Regions from separate parts of the Mus musculus genome. Here regions 1, 2 and 4 are each linked to region 3. A link is a contact called in public Hi-C and HiChIP or PLAC-seq data. All regions are on one chromosome and are shown on one strand. The core of a region is the stretch at or near the end of the contact, and the rest is flanking DNA. Distances in the headings are between cores, read along the strand shown. Region 1 has its middle 83 kb from the start of Gm31610. Region 2 overlaps Tbl1xr1 (transducin (beta)-like 1X-linked receptor 1). Region 3 has its middle 21 kb from the start of 7530428D23Rik. Region 4 overlaps Tbl1xr1 (transducin (beta)-like 1X-linked receptor 1).

What was found. Hi-C and Micro-C count contacts between places; a contact is called where the count stands out from the background. HiChIP or PLAC-seq counts read pairs in DNA pulled down with a chosen protein or histone mark.
Region 1: a Hi-C map of adipose-derived mesenchymal stem cells shows a contact between it and region 3, with 3 times the contacts expected there. The contact joins two enhancer-like sites. A contact is called at or near these places in 1 of 484 Hi-C or Micro-C datasets (adipose-derived mesenchymal stem cells) and 1 of 115 datasets of contacts at active chromatin or transcription factors (pancreatic cancer cells).
Region 2: a contact with region 3 is called in an HNF4G HiChIP or PLAC-seq map of pancreatic cancer cells. The contact joins two enhancer-like sites. A contact is called at or near these places in 2 of 15 datasets of contacts at CTCF or cohesin (CD8 T cells and the NIH/3T3 cell line), 9 of 484 Hi-C or Micro-C datasets (CD4 T cells, the Patski cell line, Sertoli cells and 5 more) and 3 of 115 datasets of contacts at active chromatin or transcription factors (fibro-adipogenic progenitors, microglia and pancreatic cancer cells).
Region 4: a contact with region 3 is called in a FOXA1 HiChIP or PLAC-seq map of pancreatic cancer cells. The contact joins two enhancer-like sites. A contact is called at or near these places in 1 of 15 datasets of contacts at CTCF or cohesin (CD8 T cells), 8 of 484 Hi-C or Micro-C datasets (the C2C12 cell line, the HL-1 cell line, bone marrow-derived macrophages and 4 more), 5 of 115 datasets of contacts at active chromatin or transcription factors (bone marrow-derived dendritic cells, bone marrow-derived macrophages, heart atrium and 2 more) and 2 of 9 other capture datasets (adipose tissue and liver).

What each region holds. Positions count from the first base shown.
Region 1 is chr3:21,403,769-21,409,946 of GRCm38.p6, reverse strand. No RefSeq gene overlaps it. Among named protein-coding and RNA genes, the nearest start is that of Gm31610, 83 kb to the left of the region's middle. Within about 2 kb of position 2,661, at least 11 of the 459 cell types and tissues checked have an H3K27ac peak or open chromatin away from gene starts, as enhancers often do. A contact at or near this core is called in adipose-derived mesenchymal stem cells and pancreatic cancer cells, where this site is marked.
Region 2 is chr3:22,086,777-22,093,694 of GRCm38.p6, reverse strand. The region is part of intron 1 of Tbl1xr1 (transducin (beta)-like 1X-linked receptor 1); the gene reads right to left. Among named protein-coding and RNA genes, the nearest start is that of Tbl1xr1, 14 kb to the right of the region's middle. Within about 2 kb of position 2,939, at least 133 of the 459 cell types and tissues checked have an H3K27ac peak or open chromatin away from gene starts, as enhancers often do. A contact at or near this core is called in bone marrow-derived macrophages and pancreatic cancer cells, where this site is marked.
Region 3 is chr3:21,818,086-21,824,886 of GRCm38.p6, reverse strand. No RefSeq gene overlaps it. Among named protein-coding and RNA genes, the nearest start is that of 7530428D23Rik, 21 kb to the right of the region's middle. Within about 2 kb of position 4,641, at least 27 of the 459 cell types and tissues checked have an H3K27ac peak or open chromatin away from gene starts, as enhancers often do. A contact at or near this core is called in adipose-derived mesenchymal stem cells, bone marrow-derived macrophages and pancreatic cancer cells, where this site is marked.
Region 4 is chr3:22,143,283-22,150,040 of GRCm38.p6, reverse strand. Tbl1xr1 (transducin (beta)-like 1X-linked receptor 1) reads right to left here. Exons shown (of 16, transcript NM_030732.3): 2 at 1,033-1,099. Among named protein-coding and RNA genes, the nearest start is that of Tbl1xr1, 70 kb to the right of the region's middle. Within about 2 kb of position 2,315, at least 8 of the 459 cell types and tissues checked have an H3K27ac peak or open chromatin away from gene starts, as enhancers often do. A contact at or near this core is called in pancreatic cancer cells, where this site is marked.

The DNA of each region.
Region 1 (6,178 bases), core at 1,412-3,911, 410 kb after region 3:
TAACTCCTACACTTTTTATACTCCAGGAATACTTAGTTCACTTTCTCTTCACATCACCCTTTTGTACAGGCTGTACTTTTCCCAGAAAGGCTCAAGTTCCTTGAAAGAAGTTGCATGTACACACAGACACAGACAGACACACACACACACACAGACACACACAGATACACAGACACACAGACACACACACACACACACACACACACACACACACACACACTATGCACACTTTGATCACATGGCAACTGCTGCTTCACTCTTTGAATTTTGTTTATATACTATCTCCTCTGAGTTGGAGGTAGAGTTATTCCTTTGCGAGCCCTCTTCAGCCCCTTCTATTTAGTGATGCTTTAGTAGACATTTGTTTGTTGATCTTAATGATTATCACATCTCAATGTGACATCCTTGTGCTACCTCCTGTCTTTGGTGTGATCAGGACCAAGATTCACATGGCCCTACTGCAATGAAAATGATGTTCACATCTATTTATCAGGACTTTGGCTCAGATCTCCAGCATTCTCTCTCACTTTTTATTGCTCTCAGATCACCAATTGTTAGAGCACTGTCAAAATTTATAGAGATGATCAGGAGGAAATGATCATGCTGGTAGCAAGCATGTCAGAATACTTGTAAGCAAATATTTTCCAGGTCTTCAAAAAGTTCCTTAACTGAGCAGGGAAACCAAGATGACTTGTAACCAACTGAGTCCTTGAGGGAAGCCATAGTCACAACCTCCTGAGGTCTTCAGACAGATGCCAAAGGCTAAGTCACAACTGAGATTTTAACCCAAAGACACTGAGATAAGTAGGACTTTGTATTTTGGTCCTCTAAGTTTTGGTAGTAGTCTATTACACAGCACAGCAAAAAATTCAGTTTCCATTGAAATGTCTAGTTCCCCCAAGACAACATCCTCACTCTATGTTATAATTAGTTAGGGATATACTTGCCTGCCTTACTAGATTATAAATCCTGTGCACACAAGGCATTGCTTGTCTTGTGTACTACTGTATCTTCAGTAAATCATTATATTATTATACATAAAAATATGGAAGTCTCACTAGATAAGAATGAACACTTGAATCTCTTCAGTATGTAGTACAAATAGTGTTGTATAAATAGGGAGTTGGCCAAAGGAGGGATAAAATGAATTTAATGTCAAATTATAAGTGCTTATCAGGCTAACTGATGTGAAAAGATTGGTATTATTAAGCAAAATATTTACTCTGTAAACTGGCACTGACGTGGAAGTGATGTCATTCACGAGGCGAGAGGGAATTCACACAGCATGGCGTAGGGAAGACTGGCCAGGGTGGCAGAGAATCACCTGGGAGGACCGCTCCCTCTATAGGCATTCTGTTGCTCAGTGATAAAGCAGAAGGGGGACCTGCATCAGGTTAAGCTTTTTTCTAGTGTAATCTCTTTGCAGGTATATGCTCTATCATTCCTCAGTTGAGATTATTTCTGAAAGGAGGTTTTCCATATGATTTGTGTTTGTCAGCCTTCTCTAGAGGAACAGAATTGATAGAATGACTGTGATGGTTACTTTTAATTTTCAGTTTGATACAATCTGTACTCACCTGGGAAGAGAGTCTTAATGAGAGGTTGTCTACATCTGGACCTGGACATATCAGTGAGGGATTATATGAACTGAAATGGGAAGGCACCATCCTGGGTAGCACAGTTCTTGGGGCAGGGTCATCCTGAAGTATATGTAGAGTGGAACAGTGTGCTGAGTATAATATACACACATTCAGTGTTCTCTGCTTCTTAGACATAGATGCAGGATGGCTAGCTGTCTGGAGCTCCTGACATCACGACTTCTCAACAGAATGGTTCCGTTAACTACAATAAACTGTTTGTTTTATTAAGTTGTTTCTGTCAGAGTATTTCATCACAGCAATGGGAAAAGAAACTAAGACACCATCACCCTATTTAAGGGGACATGTGTTCCTGTGCAAGGTACAAGGAGAAGAGGATTCAGGAGGCTTGCAGAAACTTCTGAACAATATATGAACTGGGCAAAGATGAAATGGGTGCCTCTGATATGCTATATATTTCTATGCACTTCTGAAAATGTTCTGACATGAGACTAAATGACAGACCAGTAGATAGTTATCAGCAGTCGAGACATCCTGCAGATTGATAGAGGGAGCACAGCAGAACTTAAGTGCAACTTCACTAGGAGCTTATAAAACAGTTGCGAACAGAAGGGGTTGCTACTGAGATGATATGGGGTCCATACTCTGATGTCAACAAAGGAGGAAGGTCACAGGATCCTGGGAGGTTGAAGACATTGCCAACCTCTGATGATACAGTTGATACACTTTATTAACTCACACAAATATCATTGGGCCGACAAATGCCAATGAGCACTCAGGAATTTGAAAAGTATTGGTCACGAAAAAGTGGGCATGGACACATACTCAGGCTAGTATAGAGGGTCCATGTATACAGGTCTACACTCAAATGCACATAGGCAGGCATGTGAAGGCAAAGGTTCGGATGATTACCTCGTGCCCCAAGACTATAGATAGACACAAAAGCCAGGGATGGTTATGTAATGGATTACATCACTGTCTGTGATTCCCGATATGTGATGTCAGCGTTATTTTGTGCTTAGTCATAGCTCCTGGTTGACCAGGGTTAGCTCTCTTGGCTCATATCAGACATTCCTGTCAGCACTATGTTCTCTAAACATCACTGTGCCCTTGTGGCCCTCTGTGCTGATAGATGGCTCAGTGGGTAAAAGAATTCACCTGACAGTTTGAGTTCACTTACTAGCGCTTACATAAGAGAGGACACACCTGACTCCCACAGGCTGCTCTCACCTCCACAGACACATTGTGAAGGTCACACAGCTTATCCCACTCACACTGCAATGCAATAAATGATGTAATAAATTCTGTTTGTTATAATTAAGAATGAAGGTTTTTTTTTTTATAATAGATTCTAATCATGATTTCCTCCTCTCATGTCTCCTCTCAGATCCTCCCCACTCCTCATTCATTTAACTCCAGGCCTTCTTTATCTTTCTTTGTAGAAATTAAAAAAAAAAAAAATCCAACAAACAAAAACCCAAACCAACCAATATTATAAAAAAAGAAGGAAAAGAAACGCTTGAAAAACGCACATGCACATACCCCACAAAGATGGAAACTATTAAACACATGCAAAAGATCATTAAATTAAAAACAATGCCTAAAGAAATATGAGACAAAAAGATCTCCAAAAATATCATTGAGTTCATTTTGAGTTGGACATGTACTTACTGCTGGGCATAGGGCCAGACCTCAAGTATAGGTTATACACACACACACACACACACACACACACACATACACACACACGCGCGCGCGCGCACACATTTATCCAGTGAGGCTCCATTGAAGAAAACTAATTTTTCCTTTGTGAGCAGTTTTCAAATAGAGATAGTTTCTCAGCTAGGGATGGGGGATGTGTCCACTTACCTTTCTCAGTGTTGGGACCCTGTCAGCTTTGGACTTATTGCTGCCACAACTCACTCTGTGAGTTCTTATGTGCATGAGTCCTGTTGTGTCTGGAAGACACTGTTTCCTTGGTGTTGTTTGCTCCCTCTGGCTTTTTCTGCCTCCTTTTCTGCATAGCACCCTGAGCCCCGAGGTCAACACTGTGATGAAGACATACCAATTAGGACTGAATGCTTCCAGTTCTCTTACTCTCTGTGCATTATCCAGTTGTCTGTCTCTGTAATTAAATAATGTAATTTTTTCTTAAAGAATAGATATCAAGAAAAGAATTAACAAGGAAGTCACTGCATGCAAAATATTGCTTTCAGAATCTGGATCTTAGCAATGCCTTCACAAAGTTTCTTTTCCCTGAGAGTGTCAGAGACCCAGTATACACATGAACATTTAAAACTGATAATCTATCCTGTTTCAGCAATAGTTGAGAAGGTAGTACTTCAAGGTATGTGTCACATCATCAGGACCTTCTATATCTACAAGGGATAACTCTCACTCTTCTCAAGTAGAGAGTATTTGCATTGTTCTTGACAGTTTAATAGAGTCCCTGGCATAGCATAATAATGTGACCAATAATGATACCACCCAGCATCTGAGGAATTCCTTCATTTCTCAAAATTCTTTCTGCCATTTTATTAGCTTTACATTGTACTTTTATTAAGTAGTTCACATGTCCTAAAAGCAAAGTTTCCGTGCAAGTTTATTCATTTCCTCATTCAACAAACACACTAAGACCACTCTGTGGGTGGGGGCCCAATGGGAATGAAGTGATCAGTAGAGATGGTTGCTACTGTTGGGGACTCTAATTCTGGGTCAGGCAGATACACTGTAGATAATTCCAGTATTGTGAGGTATTGGCTTTCCTTACCCACAGGGCATCTGTCTCTATCCCTCACCCAGCCCATACACCCTTGGAGGAGTGGAGCCCTTTAGTACTTTTGACATCAACAAATTCAGTGGCAATCTTAGTCATGCCTTGAGAGAGAACACTGCCAGGAGCCACTAGCTACATAGACCATGACCTTACTTTTTATAGGTGTTAATGGCAGCTTTGCCTATAATCAGGTTTCTCTCTTAGTACAAGCTCTTAAGTTTAGAAAGGTGTGAGGTATGGTACATTTTAATCTATGAAGCAAGCCAGTGGCTCTGGAATTTGTGCACACTGGCTCCTGAGAGTCTGATGTGCTCATCACTTTCCAGCTTGGTCCTATCCCTCCCACTTAGTGGGAGAATTTTCCCTTAGGAATCTGGCCAAGCTTGTAGATCAGAGTTTTTCTCACCACAGAGTGGCTTGCCCAGTGTTTACCAGCACCGCCTTTCACCTGGGACTTGATTAAGTTAAAGGATTTACTAAACTACTCTGCATATGATATTCATAAAAGCCTCTTAATTTTAGCTGGAATATAATTATACGGAGTGTATTAATTACTTGTTCCTTCTCCACACACAGGGGTTAAAACTTCCTTAATTTGGCATGTAAATATATGCAAAATAGCAAACAATTCAGGTGTGTGCAGAGAACTCTGGAGTATTAACAAGGCAATCTTGATTACCCAGCTGCCAAGGAAAGCTCATTCCGAGCCTCGCTCCTGCACCACTACCTACCTCTAGGAACAAACTGATGAAAGCAGCCTTCTCTTAGTGACAAAGACCTGTCTTCTCTTTGGAGTAAAGGAAAAGAAATGAAAAGGAAAGAAAAAGCAAGTTGAAACAGAAAAATGCAGATGTCTTCATCATGAAGTCTTTTTTTTTTTTTTTTTTTTTTTTTTTTAAGAACTTCAGTTTGAACACCCAATTCTGTGTTGGCAATGCATGCTCAACACATAGCACTTCCTTAGAGAGGTGAGTATGTTTCTTGTCTCTATACAGTTTTCCTAATTCCCACACTGGACATTTCAGCATTTATAGTACCTGCTACAATGGATTTTGATAGAAGAATGTGTTAATAACTTTTTTTGTAGCTGGAACAAAATGCCTAACAACAGCAACTTGAGAAAGTGAGCGTGTATGTTGGTTCAGAGTTCACATTTACTCTGGTTCAGTATATCATCGTGGTGGGTGTAGAGAGTGTGGCTTGGAGAGGGGGGAGGGAGTGGTCACATTGCATCTACATCCAGAAAGCAGGCAGAGGCAACTGCTGTCACACCACTAGCTTTCTTTCCTTCAGCCCAGAGCCCTAGCCTGTGGGATTGTGCCATTCACGTTCAGAGTGGGTGTTTTCACCTCACTTAAACTCTGGAAATACTTTCACAGACACTCTGAGAAAAGTTTCTCCTGTGTGTTTCTAAGGCCTATCCCACAAACAATGAAGGCAAACCATCACAATGAAATTTAGTAAATATATGCTGAATCCATTATCTAAATGCCTCAATTTTCTCTTGCAAGAAATTAGAAAGTCCACATATTTGCATGTCAAAACAACCACTTCTCTTTCTCTGCCTAGACAAGCACATATCCTTATTACCACAAGGATTTCTAGTGGACTCTCTCATACTTGTCTCTACTTTGCAACAGGCACACTTTAGGGATATTGTGTGAGTAGGGATGAGTGTGCCCTGGGCTCAGCACCCGCATGTAATAGATATTATGTCATCAAAGTAGGAAAGACATGGAAAGATTTGTAATCATTTCCATAGTATCACCAGGGCTGTAACCACAGCAAATACAGGGGAGCAGAG
Region 2 (6,918 bases), core at 1,690-4,189, 270 kb before region 3:
GCCCACCTCCTATTACTGAATGACGAAATGTCTGGATTGAAAGAAATGAAATGTAACTTGTTGAAATCTAGTATCTTAGCACAACTATGTCAGTATCAGTCCTTTTTTTATTAAGTTTTGTTTGTTTTTTATATATATAAGTACACCATTGCTCTCTTCAGACACACAATAGAAGAGGGAATCATATCTCATTACAGATGGTTGTGAGTTCAATTCCCTGTGATTGCTAGGAATTGAACTCAGGACCTCTGGAAGAGCAGTTGGTGCTCGTAACCGCTGAGCCATCTCTCCAGCCCCTAGTATCAGTTCTTAAACTATCCCTTTACCTATTTTTTTCCAGATTGATTCAACTACTGAGACTAGCTACAAAAATTATGTAAACACCAATGTAATCTCAGCTCCTCTAGCCCGTCCTAAATGCCAGATTAAAGAGCTGTTACATAGCCCATGATAAAAGTAAATCCATTTAAAGCTATCAGCAGGTCAAAAAGAGTTAATAGGCATAAAAATACTAACTAAACACCTCCAAGTCCTGTTCCAGGTCCTGGGAGCGTGACAAGGGAAACCGAACCCATGCCTGCTCTCACCCAGTTTAAATATGCAGAAAGGAGAAGGTGTCAATACAGGAAGATCTGTCATCGTAAAATGGTAGTAGTAACAAGAGACCTAAGGGTCACATGGGGTGAGCACTAACTTCACTGTGCATGCCTATTTCAGGGCAGAGCCTGATATGAAGAACAAAGCAGCTAAGGCAGGAGCAAACACATCCCTGGGTACGGAGCTGCCAGGGTTGGCCAGGCAGTGCCAGAGGGGAAGTCACTATGAAGTGTGAGATGTGTAGTCAGGAAAAGATAGTCATCACATACTAAATAATAACTGTCCCCACTTTGTGTTTTATTCGTTATGTTTTTTGTGGTGGTAGTGATGGTGGTCTTGGTGTTATTTTGTGTGGTCTTGGTTTTATTTTGTGTGCCATAACCTCACACAGCCCAGGCTGACTTGAACTTGCTCTACTGCCAAAGCGAACCTTGAATTTCTGACCCTCCAAAGTGTAAACATTACAGGTGCAGACCACCATACTCAGCCTTTTTGTTTGTTGGTTGAATTTTTGGGACCAGATCTCACCATGTAGCCCTGGCTATCCAGGAGTCAGTATGTAGACCAGGCTAGCTATTAATACATTGCAATCCAGCTCCTGACTCTGCCTTATTGATGTGAATATAGATTGTAGCCCCTTTGAGAAAAGAGAAAGGGAAGGCAACAGATGTCAGCACATGAAGGTGTTTCTGCTACAGATTCTCAACGCAACTCAGATTGGTGGAAAACTTCAATCTATGCAAAGTCAAATGCTGAAGATAACAGGAATTTAAAACAGAAAAATGGGACATTCAAAACCCATAAAAACCGAGGAGGCTGATTCCATGACAGACTTCAAATTGGCAGTTACGGAGGCTAGGCCTGGGGCTGGGGAGATGGCTCAGCAGGTACTGACTGCTCTTCCATAGGTCCTGAGTTCAAATCCCAGAAACACATGATGGCTCACAACCACCAGTAATGAGATCTGACTCCCTCTTCTGTCATGTCTGAAGTCAGCTACAGTGTACTTACCTAAAAAGAGACTAGACCTGAATCTGTTTCCAAGATCTGGGCAACTCCAGGTCTGTCACCTGGCCTGAGGCAAGGACAGCAGCGGTTTCCAGACATCTCCTAAGAAGTTTCCAGCCAACAGATTACCATAAGGGTCACTGACCCTGGAAGTTACTAATGTGCTTTAAACCAGACCTGCAAGGTTCCGGTATTGGGAAACCCCAGCATGTTGGACTTCTACAAAATAAAACACTCTGTGTTTACATACTATTTGAGTCCAGGGTATCATTCTTTAGCGAATATGGAACCTTACACAACTTTAAAACAAACATTACCAAAATCAATGATCCAAATTAAGACACTAATAAAAATTTTAGTGGCTAACTTCTCATGAGAAAAATGTTTAATTTCAGGTAGAAAAACAAAAACCAGACTGTTTGAGACTGCTGAACAAGACTTGAGCAGAATCCAATCCCAGGGGTACCAATGCAGTAAAAGACAAAAAGCCTGGAGCCCTTAGAGTACTCCCAATACAAGGGAGGCAGAAGCTGAGGCAGGGGCATAAATGCAAGTGTGAGGGCAAACTAGTCTTCATATCGTTTTCCAGGCCAGCAGGACTATAGTGTGGGGCACTCTCCTAAAAAGGCAAAATGGGGTGAAAGGGGAGACACTGAAAAGCTGGTCGGCCAAACATCCCTGAAGAGTAAGCAAGAACTCAGTAGCCTCCTGAGCTGCTCCGGTTCATGAGCTCTACTGTTGCTGCTCAGGCAAAACAAGAACCAGGAGGACAGGGTGCAGAAGCCAGAGCAGCTGTCTTGTTACAGCCACTCAACTTCCCTGTTTTCCACACCCTGAGCCATTCTTTTGAGCTTGTCCTCAAATTTCCACGCTACTTAAACCCATGAGATATATGTGGTATTTTGCAAGGAATGGAAGTCAGTAAATTAAATGATTCCAAACTTTCCTTTATTCCTGAACTCAGCAGCTTTCATTCCACTATCCACACTGACACTTGAGCCCTCCTCAGGCAGCTTCAAACCACAGCCAGTACGTAACACCATGTACACAGGTGTCATGTCCTACGTGCATGTGGGCAGAGTGCCACTGTGCACAAGTGCAGGTCAGAGGACAGCTTCACCAAGTCCTTTCTCTCATTCCAACATGGCATTCTTATGGACTCAGACTATGAGTCTTGGAGGAAAGCGACCTTACCTCACTGGCCGACGTCATGTTTGCTTAAAGTTAATAGTAAACTACTTGGGGGGGGGGGGGAACACCGCACTTCTCAACTTGTAGAAATCATCTATGCCACTTTGTCAAAACAAAGGGAGCAACCTACCAGGGTACCCATCCAGAAGTCTGAGTCATTTGACAAACACAAAAAAGATAAAGGAGCCATGAAGCTCGCCAGCCTGTGCTGCACAAGAGCTGACCCAAAAAGCAAAGAGATTGAGAATTAACAAGTTCAAAAACACATCCACAAGCAAGCAGAGTGCAGCCTCAGGGGTCAAGTTACACACCCAAAGGGACAGGAGGCTACAAGAGGAAGAGCCCAAAGGAACAAATTCCTCCTGACTGCCACACAGAGCAACACCAGGGCAAAGTGCCAGAACACACTTCTCAGTGCAATTTCCTTCCTAATTAAAATTTACTGGTGAATTTTTAATTCTTTGAAAATATCAGTGAAGTACTGTGGCAATCACTTTAGTTCATTTGTAAACTAGAAACCCTGTTTCTCAAATGCAGATCTGGTTCTGAAGAAATAATCAAAACATTCCTTTCTGACGATTATTTGAAAACACCAGATCTTGACAGCTCAGTTAACTTCTACACATCCCTCTACTCCACACATCTCCAGTAGTTTTGGATTATCTAGGAAGTATGCATCAGTAGCTAAGGTCATGTCCAGCTCACAAGCGTGAGAGCCACTTCTATTTCTTTCTCCCAACTCTAACCCTCTCTTTCCTCTTCCATCTGTTTTGTTTCCACTCAGAACCATGAAATGAAAGAGCTCTGCCATCAGTCAACATTCAACACAGACCCAAAATGAAAGTGAAGTTCCTTCCATGACACAGCAAGTGACTTCAAAAGTCAGCAGGAGACAGAATGCATGACTTGTGCACTGCATAGCCTCAAAGCCTTACACGTGCACCGCAGTGAAAGGAAAGACCACCTGAGGTATATGGTGGACCAAGAGCTCACATAAGACCAGAACCAAAGAGAAATGGTTTAGTGAGGATCCAGATTACAAAGAACAGGGAGTCAAGAACCAACACAGAAGACCAGACAATGATTCAATCAGCTATAACTAGTAACCTCAGATCCAAGTCTTCTTTACCCTGGTTTTGGGAATATTCCTGGTTTTAACAGCATATCTGAGCTGTTCCAACCTCCCATCCCACACCCCAAAAAAAAAGATTCCATAGGTGGCCCTACCTTCAAAACAGGACACCCAAGCAGAACCTGATAATCTTATACTTTGAACACCATGAGTCAGAGGAGCAAGGAAGTGCTAGACCAACCTCTTTTCTGGGCCTATATGACCTTCAAAGAGACAAGGTTCTGGAAGGACCAGAAATACTCACTTCATTTAGAAAGCCTCACCAATTCAGTATGAGCAGAGTCTGCAGTTTGAACTTGATCAGGGGCTCCAAGGGAAACACTTGTAAGACAGGCGTCCTCAGGAAGGCCCTACCTGGTTACAAATAAACAATTAAATCAACGACATGTCTGCAGACATCTATCTGGTCTAGAAACAAGTGATGGCTCACAGACCCAAAACAAGGCTTTCAGAGAAAGCCAGGCACAATGACTCCCCTATGATGCCAGCACTCAGGAGGCTGAGGAGGGAAGAGGATCCGCTCAGGACTATCCTGGGCTACATAAGAAAGTCAATGGCGTGGAACAATAAATATGACCATAATTGGTTTGTCTGTGTTCTATCATCCAGAAAATCAATTTTCTTCCTATTCTGAATACTGATTCTAAACTCATAAACATAGAAAATTATATCTCTATATTACCTCAAATCCACAGTTCCCAAGTTCACTGAATAATAAAATACTGCCAAATAGTATAATCAATTTATAGGTTTAAAAAGAATGGTCATCAGACATGGAGAAATGGAGCTGGTGACTAGGAGGCCTTCTTCCTGCTTGCTCACTTTCATAGTAATGCATCTAGGCTGCTGGAGAAGAAACCTCCTCAACAGACTTATATCCCTGTGAACACCATGGGTTATAATAATAACTAACCCAGTTAAGATGTGCCTATAGGTCCAATAGTGACACATTATGTTACAAGGATAGCCAGTGGCTTTTTTTTTTCCTTTCCTTTTCTTCCTTTAATTGGTTTCAGGGCCAGTTCCACAGGAAGAAACTTCTATCTGGCATTCTAGGTTTAGCCAAGAACTCACGGCTCCAGAGTTCTAAACCCCAGGGGTGAGAATACTATTACATTGCTAAATGGGCACAATATTAAACCAGCTCTAGATAAATATATCTGTACCCACATATTAGTGCAGCACTCAGGCCTTCTAAGACAACATCTTTGTGCAGTGTTAATGCACAACTAGTCAGAATACAGAGAGGATCTGTGGAGTATTCATTCATACATGGGTTCCCAGAGTTCAGGGAACAGTGAGAACCAGTGGGTAGGGAAGGACTGCAAAAAGCAGACGTTCAGCAGGACTGTGCTAAACGGTGTCTCTTAACACTACAGGACTGTCACCAGCAAAAAGTCTCAGCTGTTGTGGCTGCCTGTGTAAGACCTGCATAATGATCAAGGCGAGCCAACATTCCAGTATAGGTGGTAGAGGGGTTCATTAGCTCCCACCCCTAACTAAGTTGATAGTGACAGTTGATGGCTTCTGGGAGAGGGAGAGTCAGTTTTATTTAAGGGTGGGCCAACAATGCTCCACTGGCTGACCCCACACCAATGTATATATGAGCAGCAGAAATTGAACTAATTTTAAAAGGTAAATTTAAAGAGAGAGAGAGGAGGAGAGAGGGAGAGTGCGAGCCAGAGTGAGTGAGCATAAGTGAGGTAAGTGGTGGACATATAGGGGAAAGTACAATCAAACCTGGGGGAGAGGAACAAACAGGAGAAGTACAGAAAATGACTGTGCCCGTTAACAATCCCTGTGTGCTTAGTTATTTCAGCTACTTCTGCACACAGAAACCATGTCATTCCGTCCAGGGTTCAATGAATACCAATCACGTCACAGTTTTTCATGACCTTTACATATACAAGGGAAATGACTGACCCAGCTCTGGAGAACCTGTGCAATAATAACAAGGAAGAAGAAGGAGAAGAAGGAGGAGAAGGAGGAGGAGGAGGAGGAGGAGGAGGAGGAGGAGGAGGAGGAGGAGGAGGAGGAGGAGAAAGAAAGAAAGAAGGAAGGAAGGAAGGAAGGAAGGAAGGAAGGAAGGAAAGAAAGAAAGAAAGAAAGAAAGAAAGAAAGAATAATAAGCTGTGCAACTTATTTATCTAACAAAGTAGCAACTTTCCTCTTGAAACATCAGTGTTACCCAGCACAACATAAACCAGCAGGTCTGGGGCAAGCATGGTTTCAGATTGCTATAAGCTCGGCACTTAGGAGAAGTATCAAGGTTAACCACTACCATATAACAATTTGCCAAACTGGGCTACCAGAGAACCTGCCTCAAAAAAACCAAACAAAACAAAGTTTAAAAAAAAAAAAAAAAAAAAAAAACAGCCAGGTGGTGGTGGCAGAGGCAGGCGGATTTCTGAGTTCAAGGCCAGCCTGGTCTACAGAGTGAGTTCCAGGACAGCCAGCGCTATACAGAGAAACCCTGTCTCGAAAAACAAAACAAAACAAAACAAAACAAAACAAAACAAAAAAAACAAAACAAAACAAAAAAAAACAAAACAAAAAAAAACAAAAAACAAAAACAAAAGCCCTACATATTTCAAACACAACAAAACTCCACACCGCCCAATCTTCTCGGCTACAAGGCTACTTCCCACACAGGCCAACAGGCTGTCGTGATGGTTTGCTGAGGAACAGAGTTCAGCTCTCAGCATCCACATCAGGCAGCTCACAACCACTGTACACACATGCACAAACCTACACTCAGCACACACATTCTATTTTAAAAACATCTCTTTTCCAGTCAGCCAGCAGCAACTGAGAGCTCCTTGGAGTTAAGACAGTTCCCATGTTATATGAGATCGACACAAATCCACACAGCAACATAATCTTACCACACCAAAGATCACCATAATTCTAAAACCAACTACCAGCCTACGAGACTCGGTTTTCATCTAGTTACCAAACCTCTGACAATGTAGTGCCTTTGAAATAAGAAT
Region 3 (6,801 bases), core at 3,392-5,891:
TTCCATAAAAATTCACATGATTTCATTTTTCTATAGTGTCGCCTTTGTGTTAGGAAGAGCAGGCAACCTCCCAGCTGCTGTTCACATGCAGTCTTGTTCTTCCACCTCTGCTACACGCTGACTAGTCTTTCTTACTTGCTGACACATCTTTGCCTAGGCAATGGCAGCTGGCAGCAGCACCAGCTTCTCCTGAACTAGGCTGTCATCCTGGCACAGGCAGGGCTGCATGGTGATCAAGACCATTGTGGTTGTGTGGCCATGGTGGTAGGACTGGCTCTTCACTCGCAGTGCTCAGAATTTCTATGACGTGATTTGCATGGTCAGTGCTCCAAAGGAAGCCAGGAAGCTTTTAGGACCTCTTCATTTTGTTTTTCCAATGTGACAATTGGCCAGCTTACCAAATATTGTCAGTCATGCAATTGTTCCTGAAACACTTTCCAGTACAGAGTCTCTCAGGGGAAGCTGCTATCGCTTTCTCCTGAGCTGGAAATGATGTTGTGCCTCTTTACGCAGCCGGGTGCAGAGAACTCTGGAAAGCCGCAGACTCACCTCATGAATAAACATTTAGCTGGGAATGAGGAGGCCTTCCCTTTCCTGGTGGCTGTGTGACTGCAGGGAAGGTCTGTGCTTTCTAAGCCTTTGTGTACTGTCTATGACTAGGCTTCCTTAGAGGACTGTCAATCTACACTTCCAGTGTGGAAAAGGGCTGAGGACATGACTGCTGGTAAAGTGCTTGCCATGCTAACAGGAGGACCTGAATTCACATCCACAGGACCATGTAAAGTCAAGGCTGGCAACAGCAAACATCTGTGATGCCAGCACTTAGAAAGACAGAGAGGACCTTCTCTGGCAGCCAGCATAGCCTGTCCCATGAATTCCATGTTCAGTGAGAGACCCAGTCTCAAAAGTATAAGACAGTGGGCAATAGAGCAAGATACCTGATCTCTGGTCTGCACAACAACACATGTCTTTGCACACCTGTGCACACACGCATGTTCATGTGCACACATATGTGTGCACATGCACTCGTCAACTCATTTTGCTATGGTAGTTACTATTATGCATTTGTTTGTAATATAAGCAGAACTGAGCAATGTATTGCGTCTTTAAAACAGTTATTAAATTTGTATTTATCTTTGTCTGTGTGCATGTGTGTGTGGCAGTCAGGGTGGAGCATGTCTCCAGTGTGGAGATCAGAGGACAATTTGTGGGAACCCATTCTCTCCTTCTACTGTGTGAGTCTCAGGGATCAAACTCAGGTCCCTCAGGCTTAATGCCAAGTACCCAGCGAAGTCATCATGCTGGCATGAATTTGGAGCTTTCCCAACCTCCAGGACACCATGAGTCTGGTAAGAATAGGGTCGGCAGCTTCTGAGCAATCCTGTGAGTTAGCTTGCTCGGCTGAGCCAGTCACAATGACGTAGAAGCTCTGTTTTTATTAAGCCACAGAAACTTGTTGGTATGCTGTGGATTTGGTTCATATTCTAAAGCAGAGATGAAAAAGGTAGGAAGGAAAAATAATGTCTAGAATTGTCCCCTGTCCCCACCTTGAAGAACAATTGAGAGAAAACATTGTGGCACAGAAGGGCAGGGCAATACACCAGAAGTAACCACTAAACAATTTGCTCATTATCCTTCCAAAAACAACCTCAAAATGAGTTGGAAAATAGGGTGTTTAGGGCTCGTCACTCTCTGCTGTCCTGTTCCCATGAGTCAACAAAAGGTACCATTCGATCTGTGCTCATTACTCCTTACGTAGTGCTTAGATGCTTCTATTATGGCAATCCCAATCAGCTCCCACTTTTAGGCAAGGATTTTAATAATAGCTACTGTGTATTAGCTAGTAGTAACTATGTGGAAAGCATTTTAATACAGAAGTTATTTATTTCAAATCCCCATTCCTATGCTGTGGGGCGAATGGCATCCTTGCCATCTTTTCTGTGGTACAGAGATCCTAGCCAAGGCCTTGTTCAGTTTGTGCTACTTGAGTGTTCTGCCACTGAGCTGTCTCCCCAGCCTCTGCACTTCCACTGCCCTAGAAGAAAACAAGAGCAAGCTAGTTGTGCAATGAGTGGAAGGAAAGAGGGTAGGTTCTGGTCGGAGTCTAAGAGCTTAGCTTTTTTAGAGTGCAATTTTAATTATGACTAAGCAATTCTTTTTAAGGGGGGCGGGTAAATCAATGTTGTTGAGGTTTAAAAACTCGACCTTTTATTGACTTAATTGCCAAACCTTAATGGACTATTAAGAGAAGCATGAAAAAATATGTCACTGAGTTAGAAGTCTGAAGTTTATTATATTAGTCATCATTGGAATATGTTTTGGAAATCACTTACCTAATTAACCATTATGACTATTACTCAGTTGTTTCTATGGATAAAACTCCATCTTATTCCTCAAAATCGACATTCATTTATGTTGTTATTTGTGCAGTCTTAGACATCAGTATCTAATTGTTTTGAGGGGCTGGAGTTCCTCCTATTCTTTTATTAGGCCATTTACCGGTAACACCCAATTCAAAGTTGTAAATACAAATGTTCCTTGGTATATGTATCCATGAGGGATTGGATCCAAGAATTCCTGTCATTTGTGGAGCATCCAAAATCTGTGGAGGCTCAAGTTCTTATGATAGGCCAATGTTTGCTTGCAGCCACAAAATGTGCTGCAAGATTTGTTTTATTTATTGTGTTTTAGTGTGATATTTATTAATAAATATTTATATAATAATGTGTGTGTATTTGTGGTCTGGGTTGGCTGAGGCCACAGAGTTCATGGATATGGAGAACAATTTGTATTCATGGTGAATTTCCTTGGGCATTGAGCTTCAGTGTGGTAGCCACAGGGCAGTGATTCTAAATTGCTTGACATTTGAAACCACCTGAGGATAGACACAGTCCACACAGGAGAAATCGGGTAGCGTTGGGATTACTGTTTCTCAGGTATCTTCAGTGGACAGTCAAGGTTATACAGCACTTGCGATTAGCATAAACAAGTGCAAAAGTATAGTACGCAGAATTCTCTCTCATTGTAGGCACACCAAAGTGTGAAAGAGGAAAACAGAGGAAAAAATTCATTAGACTCATGTTGAGGAGATGAGAGTTTTAACACTGAGATTCAGTCTCAATCCCTCTGCGTTTTTTCTTAAGCAATCCCTGGATTGATGCTGTGAAGTATTCTTTAAAAGCTCTGGCTCCTCTAACACACAGCCAGGTTTTGAAAGCTGATTCGCCCTGTGGTGGTTCGGGTGGGGGTGGAGGAAGATGCCTCCAGCTCCTTTATCGCTAACCTACCTCAGTCTCTGTGAGAGAAGGATACTTTTTTTTTTAACCAAGCATCTTAGCTATGAAATTAAAAATCAAGTAACGAAAAGTTCAGTTTAGCTAAGATTTTCTGGTGGCATGTGATGAGAGACACTTCCTAAAAGCATCAAAGGAGCCTGAGTTATCGAGCTCTGACACTATCAGTTCTTGACAGAGCGGTGTGGCAGTTCTGTGAGGCCTGGAGAGGCCTAGTTTAGTTGATCTATTGAGCTTTGTTTCCTAGCATTTGAAGTCTCACTTCTCTCACATAAATACAGGGTTAAAACAAAAACAAAAACAAAACAAAACAAAAAAACAACAGAGCTGGTGAGCATTTGAAGTCTCACTTCTCTCACATAAATACAGGGTTAAAACAAAAACAAAAACAAAACAAAACAAAAAAACAACAGAGCTGGTGAGATGCCCCATCCCAAATGACGCTTGTCTTAGAAGCCCGTGGATCTGTTTAAATCCCAGAACTCACATAAAAAAATAAATAGAAAACAATAATAAAAAGCATACTCGTGGTCTCTCAGAGGTGGAGACAGATGGATCCTGGTGTTCATTACCAGCCAGTTTAGCTTCCTTCGTAAATTTTAGGCCAGTGAGAGACCCTGTCTCAACATAAATAAATAAAATTAAAATTACAGTAAATGAATAAAATAAGAAACAGTGGACAGCACCTGAGGAATGGTATCTGAGGTTGTCCTTTGGGTTCCATATGCACTGGCAAACACATAACCCCACATGAATGCAAATATGCAAATCAATAGATACCAAATCAAAGGCTGTATGACATTATAGCAGAACATTGAAAACACTCAAGATGCTTCATAATAGGCAATAGTGCTGCTTGTGTTAATTATTTAACTGTAAGTAGCTAGCTCTATGTTGAATTTCTTCCTAAGACTTTAGCCAGCTGTCATGTTTCTGCTGATCATGTGGGTAACCTGACCGTTCTTTCCTTTTTCAGACATCAACCCTACTGAGTTCACAGAGCTGCCTCTATCATCATGGGGAAAGAAAGAAAGAAAGAAAGAAACCCACCACCAACAATAAAAAACCAACTCTTTGATTAACTCAGAAATTCCAAAATTAAACCTAAAATGCTTGTGGGAAAGGCTCTAGATGTGCTTTATATATCACAGTTACAAAGCAGGCATCAGATTGATTGTCTTTGCATGTTGCAATCAAGTTTTGTGGCTACTTCCTGCTTTTTTGGGCAGTGTGGTGAGAGGGATAGGGAAAATGCTTTGGCTTGATTCCTTGCTTACATTGTTGATAACCATCCTGGGTTCTTGGATTCTGGCAGAGCTGCAAATAGCAACAGGGATGGGTCTACTTTTAAACTCCTGCCAGAATTCCTGTGGCCTCAGCTGACACAGAGGAATGCACAGACTCACGCACAATTCTTATGAGACTTCAATTGTTGTAGTTTGCTACAGGAGCCGTCCACATACATCTTTTCAGTAGATCGTAGTCTACTGCTGTGGAGGTTTGGGGGATCAATCTGTGTGTGTCCCCTCATGCTTAGGATGTTTATCTTGTAACTCTGAATTTGGAAGGAAGGAACTATTTTATTCATATGTGTAAATATATAAGTATATGTTAATAAATATATATGTATATGCTTCAAAAACCTACAGACTCACTAGCTGGCTGTGGTCCTCATCCTGGATATCTTCAGTATTTCTGAACAGAGAGAAACCCATTCTTTCTTTGTGAATGTCCCCCACTGCCCCCAGAACCAGATGCTGTTAAAGAACTGACAGAAAGCTAAAACATTCGAAGTCACCTTGGAAATGACCTTGAAAGAGTAGAGGGAAGATAAAAGCAGGGAAGCTGTTGAATGACAAATTTAGCATGCTTCTTCAGCATACACCCTTGACTTTTAAAACTACTTTTGCCGGGCCATCATAATGGGGGAGGGGAGGGTGGGTGTCATGCATCTCAGGTTGTCCTCAAATTTGGTGTGTAATCAAGGATGACTTTGAATTTCTATCCTCCTGTTGCTATCTTCCGAGTGCTGGGTTGCAGGTATATGGCACTAGGCTCACTTTATGTGGTATCGGGGATTGAACCCAGGGCTTCATGTATGCTAGGCAAGAACTTGACTCCTAAAATTTTTAATTATTTCAAACAGATATGCTATCCCATGCTTGAATGGTTCTGATTAGTCCAAAAATATCTTAGCAGACAACCAAAGGACGAGAGGTGGTTTAGTTTTTCACAAAAGTCTCTCCTCTACTAAGGAGGGTATCAGGTTTAAAGAGGAACACCTGTTTTGCCAGAACCTAACTGAAGTCTTCTAGTTGTTCTCACATAAGTCAGTGGACAGCTGTTAGATAAGATATGGCAACAATTTTAGACACTTGAGAACCATGACATTGAGCTAGAGACCTGGAGGTCCTTGGGGCTCTGTTAACCCTCCTTTGGGCCACCTGTCACGGTAGACAACACAGTCATTAAGAAAAAGAGTGTTGCCCCGTTGTTTGAGAATAGACCAGCATGTGTTCGGCATTAGTAATGTTTTTTCCAGCTTAAGTAGCACTTATTCCTGATTACTTTTGGACTGTCCCTGTCCTATTTAGTGATGCCATTATTCCCAAGTCTAAAATCAGAGGTCCTCTTGATCTTTTATTTACAAAGCCTGGCTAATTCCTCTCTGTTATGACTCTTTCTTTTCCTCTCATCTAACGCCATCACTTTAATACAGGCTTCCATGACCTCACCAACATCCTCTTGGGGTAGCTGAGGTGCCACTGGAGCACCGTTCATGCATTCTCTTTTCTAGAACCAGGTTATTCTGTGAATCTTCAGCTGTGCTCCAGTGTCTTATTAGGCTATTCTTCACCCTCTGGTTTTCTGATAAAACTCTGGCTGGATCTGTCCCTCAACTTGTCAAAACATCTCAAGCATTTTTTTTTTCACCACAGAATTGTGGACTCCTTTTCACTTAGGGTTTTGTGGGTGTTCCTGGAATTTCTTTTGCTTACTTTTCCCCAGTCACCACTGTTTACTATTCTAGCAAGCCTCATATCACACACCATTGTTGAAAGGTCTTCTCTGCCTCAAGAGAGATGTGACACCCCCCACCCCCACTTTTATCCTTTAACACTTAGGTCTCTCTTGTCATATTTATTCATGGGCCCACTCATTCCACAAATGAGGTGTACTTATTTGGTTTCCTCTGACCTTCCTCGATATCAGTAATGCATCTTCCTCATATATTTCAAAATGTATCTAATGATAAGTGCTCAAAACATGCTATAAAGGTTCTAAGATTTGAGAGCACTTGATGTTTACGTAGATCCTGAAAAGCTCTCCCCTCAGTCCCAAATCTGAACAACCATAGTGTAGAATAGGGGTTGATCTATTTGATGGAGTTCCTTGTAAACTTAAACAATCGAGGGAATAAATCTAAAAGTGGGTAGCTATCTTCCTTCTGAAATATCTGTGTGGGTTGGGCTCCTCTGTGTCTCCATCCTTAAAGTCTATTTCACCT
Region 4 (6,758 bases), core at 1,066-3,565, 330 kb before region 3:
TTTTTAATTGAAAAAAATTCTAAGACAGGGAGCAAAGGCACCCCAAACATACAATATTAAAGTAGGATAAAATCATTCTGAATTTTAGTTTGTGAAACCACTTAACCTATAGCACAAATAAATCTTGGGAATTTAATACAACACTACTATTGAATTACCACAAGTCACCAAATAGGAAATGTGGTGATTATTACATAACAGCTGAGATTTATTTATAATTCAAAGTCAAAGACTTCTAAACCTTTCTAAAGAGATAAAAGTGTCTTCCCCCCTAAAGTTAACAACTAAATAAAAATGTAAAATATTATACATTTAGCTGCATATTAACTAGTAACATCAAGATAAGCACAATGTCCCAAAACTCACTAAAATGATTAACAAAAGTAAAGGAATTATTACTATCAATATCAAATTTTTAACAAAAACAATTCTACTCACAAAATGTAGTTCATTTCACACAAAAGATCATATTTCCATCCTATTTTTGGCTGAGTGAGAATGGCCCCCACAGTCCCCTGTATTCACGTGCTTGGGTCCTAGGTTCTGAGACTGGGAAGAACTAGGAGGTGTGGCCTTATTGGAGGAGACACATCACTGGGGTAGACTTGAGGTCTCAAAAGCTCGACAATTCCCAGTTAGGTCTCTCTGTCTCATGATTGTTGTGTCAGCATGTAAGCTCTCAGCCACTGCCCAAGCACTGTGCCAACCTGACTACTGCCATGCTCCCAGCCTTGGTGGTCATGGACTCTAACCCCGTAAAATAATAATAATAATAAGCTCCCATTAAATGCTTTCTTCTTTAAGTTGCCTTAGTCATGTTGACTCAGCACAACAATAAAAAGTAAGACACTAGGTAACCATAAAAATAACAGGAAAATGAGAATGTTTAAAATAATAAACTTTTGAGCTTTCTGAGATTTTTGAGAAATTTTTAATTCTCAAACGTCTCTAGAAAACAAGAATCAGCACAGCTATAAAGCACTAACATAACACACCATGGTACAGGAGAAAAAGGAGAGGCACCTTACTTACCATTGGCAGTGCATTGATGTGAGGATGAACAACTGGATAGCCAACCACCAATCACAAGTTACTGAAGCTAAGAAGAAGGAAAACAGTTTCAGCGTTCTTAAATTCAATCTAAGGTTTCCCATACCAAGCTCTGCATATTCAAAATACTCATTTATACAAGTTTTTAGTATTCCACCAGTGAGACTGTCCAGCACAGCTGTGTTACAAACTGCAGCAAACACTGCATGCCTATATTCCTGAGGGGCTGATGCGGCAACTGACCAGCATCTGAGGAAGGTCATGCATGACCTCCCCAGTTCAGCTCGATCCCAGAGAGTGTGACTCCATTAGAGTTCATCAGACATGACCACACGCCATGGAAATGATGTGAACTTCCATTCTATATATTTTGAAGAGAGACACATTTAACCGGTTTTGGAATTGTTTCAATCACATGTCAGGTGCTAATCTCAGAGTTCACATCTCCCAGGCTTTCTACTGTTCTGGTGAGTGACTCACAGGCCCCAACACCCATGGAACATCTGCAACAGAAAAGTCATGTTTGTTCTGCCTGATAAAGCTTGTCAGCTTTATGAGGGCTCATTTATTAATTGTTGATCTTACTGCCTGTGCTATTTATTGGTGTTCTGTTCAGGAAGTTATCCCCTGTGTTCCTCACTTCCTTTTCTATCAGGTTCGATGTATCTGGTTTTAGGTTGGAGTCTCTGATCCACATGGACATCAGTTTTCTGCAGGATGATAGAAATAAATCTATCTGCAATCGTTTACATGCATATATTCAATTAGATGAGAACCATTTGTTGAAGATGCTTTCTTTTTTCTGTTAAATAATTTTGCCTTCTTTATCAAAACTCAGATGCCCATGGGTATGCGGATTTATGTCTGGGTCTTCAATATGATTTCACTAATCAACTGTCTGTTTTTATACTAATACCATGTGGCTTGGCTCTGTAGGACAGCTTGAAATCAGGAATGATGATATTTCTGGAAGTTACTTAATTATTCAGGATAGATTGTTTTAGTTCTCCTGAGTTTTCTGGGTTTTCCTATAAAGTTAGTATTGTTCTTCAAAAATTGTGTTGTAAATGTGATTGCATTGAATCTGTGACTGCTTTTGGTAGGATAGCCATTTTTACTATGTTAATCCTACTGATCCATGAACATCCATCCAGCCTATAATTTGTCCTGCCTACAGGATGGGGGTGGGGGAGGACAAAGGTGTTACAGAAATTGTGGGATTATCCAACCAAATGATTGGTCCAGCTTGACACCCATGCCACAAGAGGGAGCCCAACCCTGACACTGTCTGGAGAGCCAGGACACAGAAGATAGTAGCCCAGAGACCTAGCATGGAACCAAACACCACTGGGGAAAAAAAAAAAAAAAGTCAATGAATGAAATGATTCCTAATTATATTCTGCTATACATATAGATCAGTACCTAATCCAACTGTCATCACAGAGGCTTCGTCTAGCAATTAATGTAAACACATGCAGAGAGACCCACAGCCAACTATTAGGCAGAGCTTAGGGAATCCTGCTGAAGAGGAAGAAGTATTACAGGAGGCAGAGGAGTGAAGGACACGTCAAGAAAACCAAAAGAATCAACTAAAGTGGGCTCATAGGAGCATGAAAACTGAACTGAGAACCAGGGGCTTCATGGATCTGACCTAGGCTCTCTGCATATTTATTAGAGGTGTGTAGCTAGGTCTTCTTGAGGAATACCTAACAGTAGCAGGAAGGTGTGGGGTCAATGGGGACCTGTCTCTGATTCTTCTGCCTGCTTTTGAGGCTCTTTTTTCCTCCTACTGGGTTACCTAGTCCAGCCATAATATGAGGTGAGGTACCAAGTTTCACTGCAACTTGATATATTATGTTTGGTTGATATCCATGGGAGGCATGCCCTTTTCTGAAGAGAAATGAACGCAGGATGGATGGGGGAAGGTGGGGGTGGGAGGCTGGGAGAGGAAAGGGGATGGGTACTTACAGTCAGGAGTTAATAAATAAAGAGAATAAAGTAAAAAATATGTTTCATGTGCCACATCTAAGAGGTGATACTCAGAAGGGGCACTGTTCATCAGTGCAGAGTAGGTAGCACCAAACTGATGCCACCAAAAGGAGGGTAGTCACAGCGATGGCTAGAAAGGAGAGTTTACACAAGTCAGCAATTACGATCACTAAGCAGCATTCTGATAACCTATGAAAGCCACGGTCTCTTTGGGTTTGTTCCTCTGGTTTTATTCCTCACTGAGCACCCAGGTATCCTAGCACCATGGCCATGCTTACTGGAGACCCAGAACTCAACTTAGCATTAGAGTTACAAAAAGTCATGGCAACCTACAGCAGTCCACTGACCTACAGCTCTCGATGGTATAGTACATGTGAAACATTAGTTTTAGGTATGAGGAGCTGCAGGCTGAGAAATATTCTATACCCAGCACTACAGAGTCCCAACAAAGCATAGCTGCCATCAGACTCTGGTGACCTTAGGGCTACTCACAGTGAACATCATTTATTTTACTATAGAATATAAACTTTTAAAAAGGATTTTTACAATGTTTACTTCTGTGTGTATTTGTGAATTTATAGGTGTACCTGACATGTGTGTGTAGGTATGTATAAGTGCCTGCAGAGACCAGAAGAGGGAAGACACTGGACCCCTAGGACTGAGTTACAGGCATCTGCCTGCAAGCAGGAGGTGGGGGGATTTCTGAGTTCAAGGCTAGGCTGGTCTTCTACATAGCGACCACCAGAAAAGCAAGGGAAAAAAAAACTGTAGGCACAGTTTGCACAGAGACTAAAAAGTATGTGCCTGCTTCCTTGGCAATTATTAATTTCAGACACCTATGGTGAGTTCCATGGCAGCCAGGGCTATACAGAGAAACCCTGTCTCGAAAAACAAACAAACAACAACAACAACCAACCAAAAAAAAAAAAAAGGCAGATAGACACAACTATGTACAAGTAGTTTAACCTAAACGAAAGGATTTCCTAGCAACACACTGAAGGCCATGTTACAATTCTAGGAATCACCTGTACTACCCAGTCCGTTCTTACATCAATATGCAGCTTCTTCATAAGAATCTTCTTATAAAATTCAGTTTAAAAGTAGACACTATAATCCCAGTTCCACAGAACAAAGTCACAGTGACCACTGACATCTGCTGGGAGATGGGATGACAGTGGGGAATGGTGTGCTGTCCAGGCAGCACTGTGGCCCATCAGGAACGCAGGATGGGTGGGGGAAGCTGCACTGGAGGCCGGAGCCCTTATCAAGTATCCAAAACAATGTTGTCACCTAAACTGAGCATCAATAAACCAGCAATAATGCCCCACCCATCTGCATGTCTAACCACTCCATCTTTCTATCTTTCCACACAACATTTCTTGGGTAAAATACTGAACCAGCCCATTCCAGTTAGTTTCCCTCTTTCCAGGGCTCTTTTCCTTCCTTGGCATCAGTGAGAATTTTCCTCACTACACCTACAGATATACTTAATGGGAGTTCTACTGGTTATCTCTCCTCAACACCCTTTAGTTTTTTATTTAACTTTTCTTTAGACTATAGATCCTTAAGGTAAATATCACTTAAATAGTTAAGTATAAAACTGTTTCTATGGCATCAAGAGCAAGTTCATCTTCAGTAAAAAGCAGACAGAGAGCCAGGAAGCAGAGGCAGGCAGATTTCTGAGTTCGAGGCCAGCGTGGTCTACAAAGTGAGTTCCAGTACAGCCAGGGCTATACAGAGAGACCCTGTCTGTCGGGGGGGGAAAAAGCAGATAGACACAGCTGTGTACAGGTAGTTTAACCTAAACGAAAGGATTTCCTAGCAACACACTGAAGGCCATATCACAATTCTAAGATGAAGGATCGTATTTGCTTATGGCCACCTAAGTGCTGTGCAGCACATTTAAAAAGCAAATCACAAAAAAGAAAAAGAAAAAAAAAGAGAAAACTTTAAACTTGTAAGACACATACTTGCAGAGAAGTTAACTAACACTACAGATGTGCTTTAATCACAGGACAAATGAGACCCAAGCTGCAAACCTGTGTCCTGCACATCATCTGCCCTTTACTTTACATTTGCTTTCTAGAGACACAGTCCTGTCTGCTCTGCAGCCCAGGTTCCAGCACTTGTGCACTATAGCACTTTAGGACTGGTTCTCCATCAGCTTCTCCTCTACCTTGGCCTTCAGTCCTCTGTCGCTGCCTCCACAAGGCACGGACATTCCGGTACTGGAAATGCACTTGCAAAGACGTTCTTCCCTCAAACCTAGCCCCACTCCTTCCTGGACTGTCCCTTGACCACTCATGGAGAGGGTGCTCCCATAGCTGTCTAGCATGCCTCCCCAGCCTTTTCTGCCATCAAGGCTTATCTGCTCGCTCAGCTTGCTATTCTTCCATAAGTAAGAATAGCACCTGGAAGATATGTAGTCCTTGGATTCACTGCTCTAACAGTACAGGTGTGGGATCTAGGCACAGACCAAACACAAGGGCTGAAGAGGCAGTGGCTGGCTGCTATTCTCATGACAGCCTTTTCACACAACTTCCAGAAGGTGGCAGGGACAGACTGACTGACATTCCACTAACAGAAACTAAAGTACACCTCATGAATTCCAAAGCTGACTTTATAGATTGTTAAGGTTCATTCAGTCTCCAAACAAAATAGCTCTGTTTTTAAGCTACTATCAGCATTTACCTAAAGTGAACAGCGCAATAATCTTAGGAAAGGCCTTTAGCATAGACACTGGGACTAAGCAAATATCTTCCAAGTAGTGCTTTTTAATGTAGTTAGGCTTTTTATTTTATTTATGAAAAAAAATAACACAATTATTTTGACTAGATCTAACAATAAATTCATTTGGCCCACTGATTCAAAAATGTGGCTCCTGCCCCAGGAAAAGTGCAAACCCAACAACCATCTAGTCTACAGGCCTTAGTTCAGTAGCCTGTGCAACAGTGTAACAAGACTGCCATGAGTTTCTATTCTCTGTGGAAATTCTGGAAGTCACATTTAGACCTGAGGAAAAATTAAAATCTTACTAGAGCTAATTGTGTTCGTTAAGATAGACATAGCTGCAGTTCACCCCAGCTCTATAAATAAAAGGTGAAAAAGATTTTATTAAATGAATTCCTAGGGAAAACGTCACAGAATTCCAAGTGGCCCTAGTACATGATTTCCAAGATGATAAATGGACCAATTCCAAATGGGGCCAATTTTAAAGGAGCTATATACTAAATCAGTTCCACCAGATCCTTCCTCATTTGCTGATTAAAAAAACAACAAGAAAAATATATCAATTATCTTCTTTGCATGTCCAGCAATCCTCCAGTGTAGAAGAAAGCCTTTGAAACAGTGTACACTATGCTGAGCTGATAGCCAGTCATACACACACATGCACACACATGGGTGCACACTCACAATTGTTCGAACCCTCCCCCAACACACACAGTGCTACAGACACACACACACACACACACACACACACACACACACACACACACACGCAGCTTACCAGACACCAAGCATACGATGAGGTGAGGGTAGCTCCCCCTGCAGGAAGATCTGAGAAGCAGCCTGGTCTCAGCTGCAGTCAGAAGCCTCCCCATCCTCTGTCCTTGCTTTCACTTCCATTGTTACTCAAGTTACTTGGGGAAACTGGAGCCAAAGGGTTGTAAATTATGACCTTACTTTTCCTAAAACTGGACAATTTTCAAGACCACACA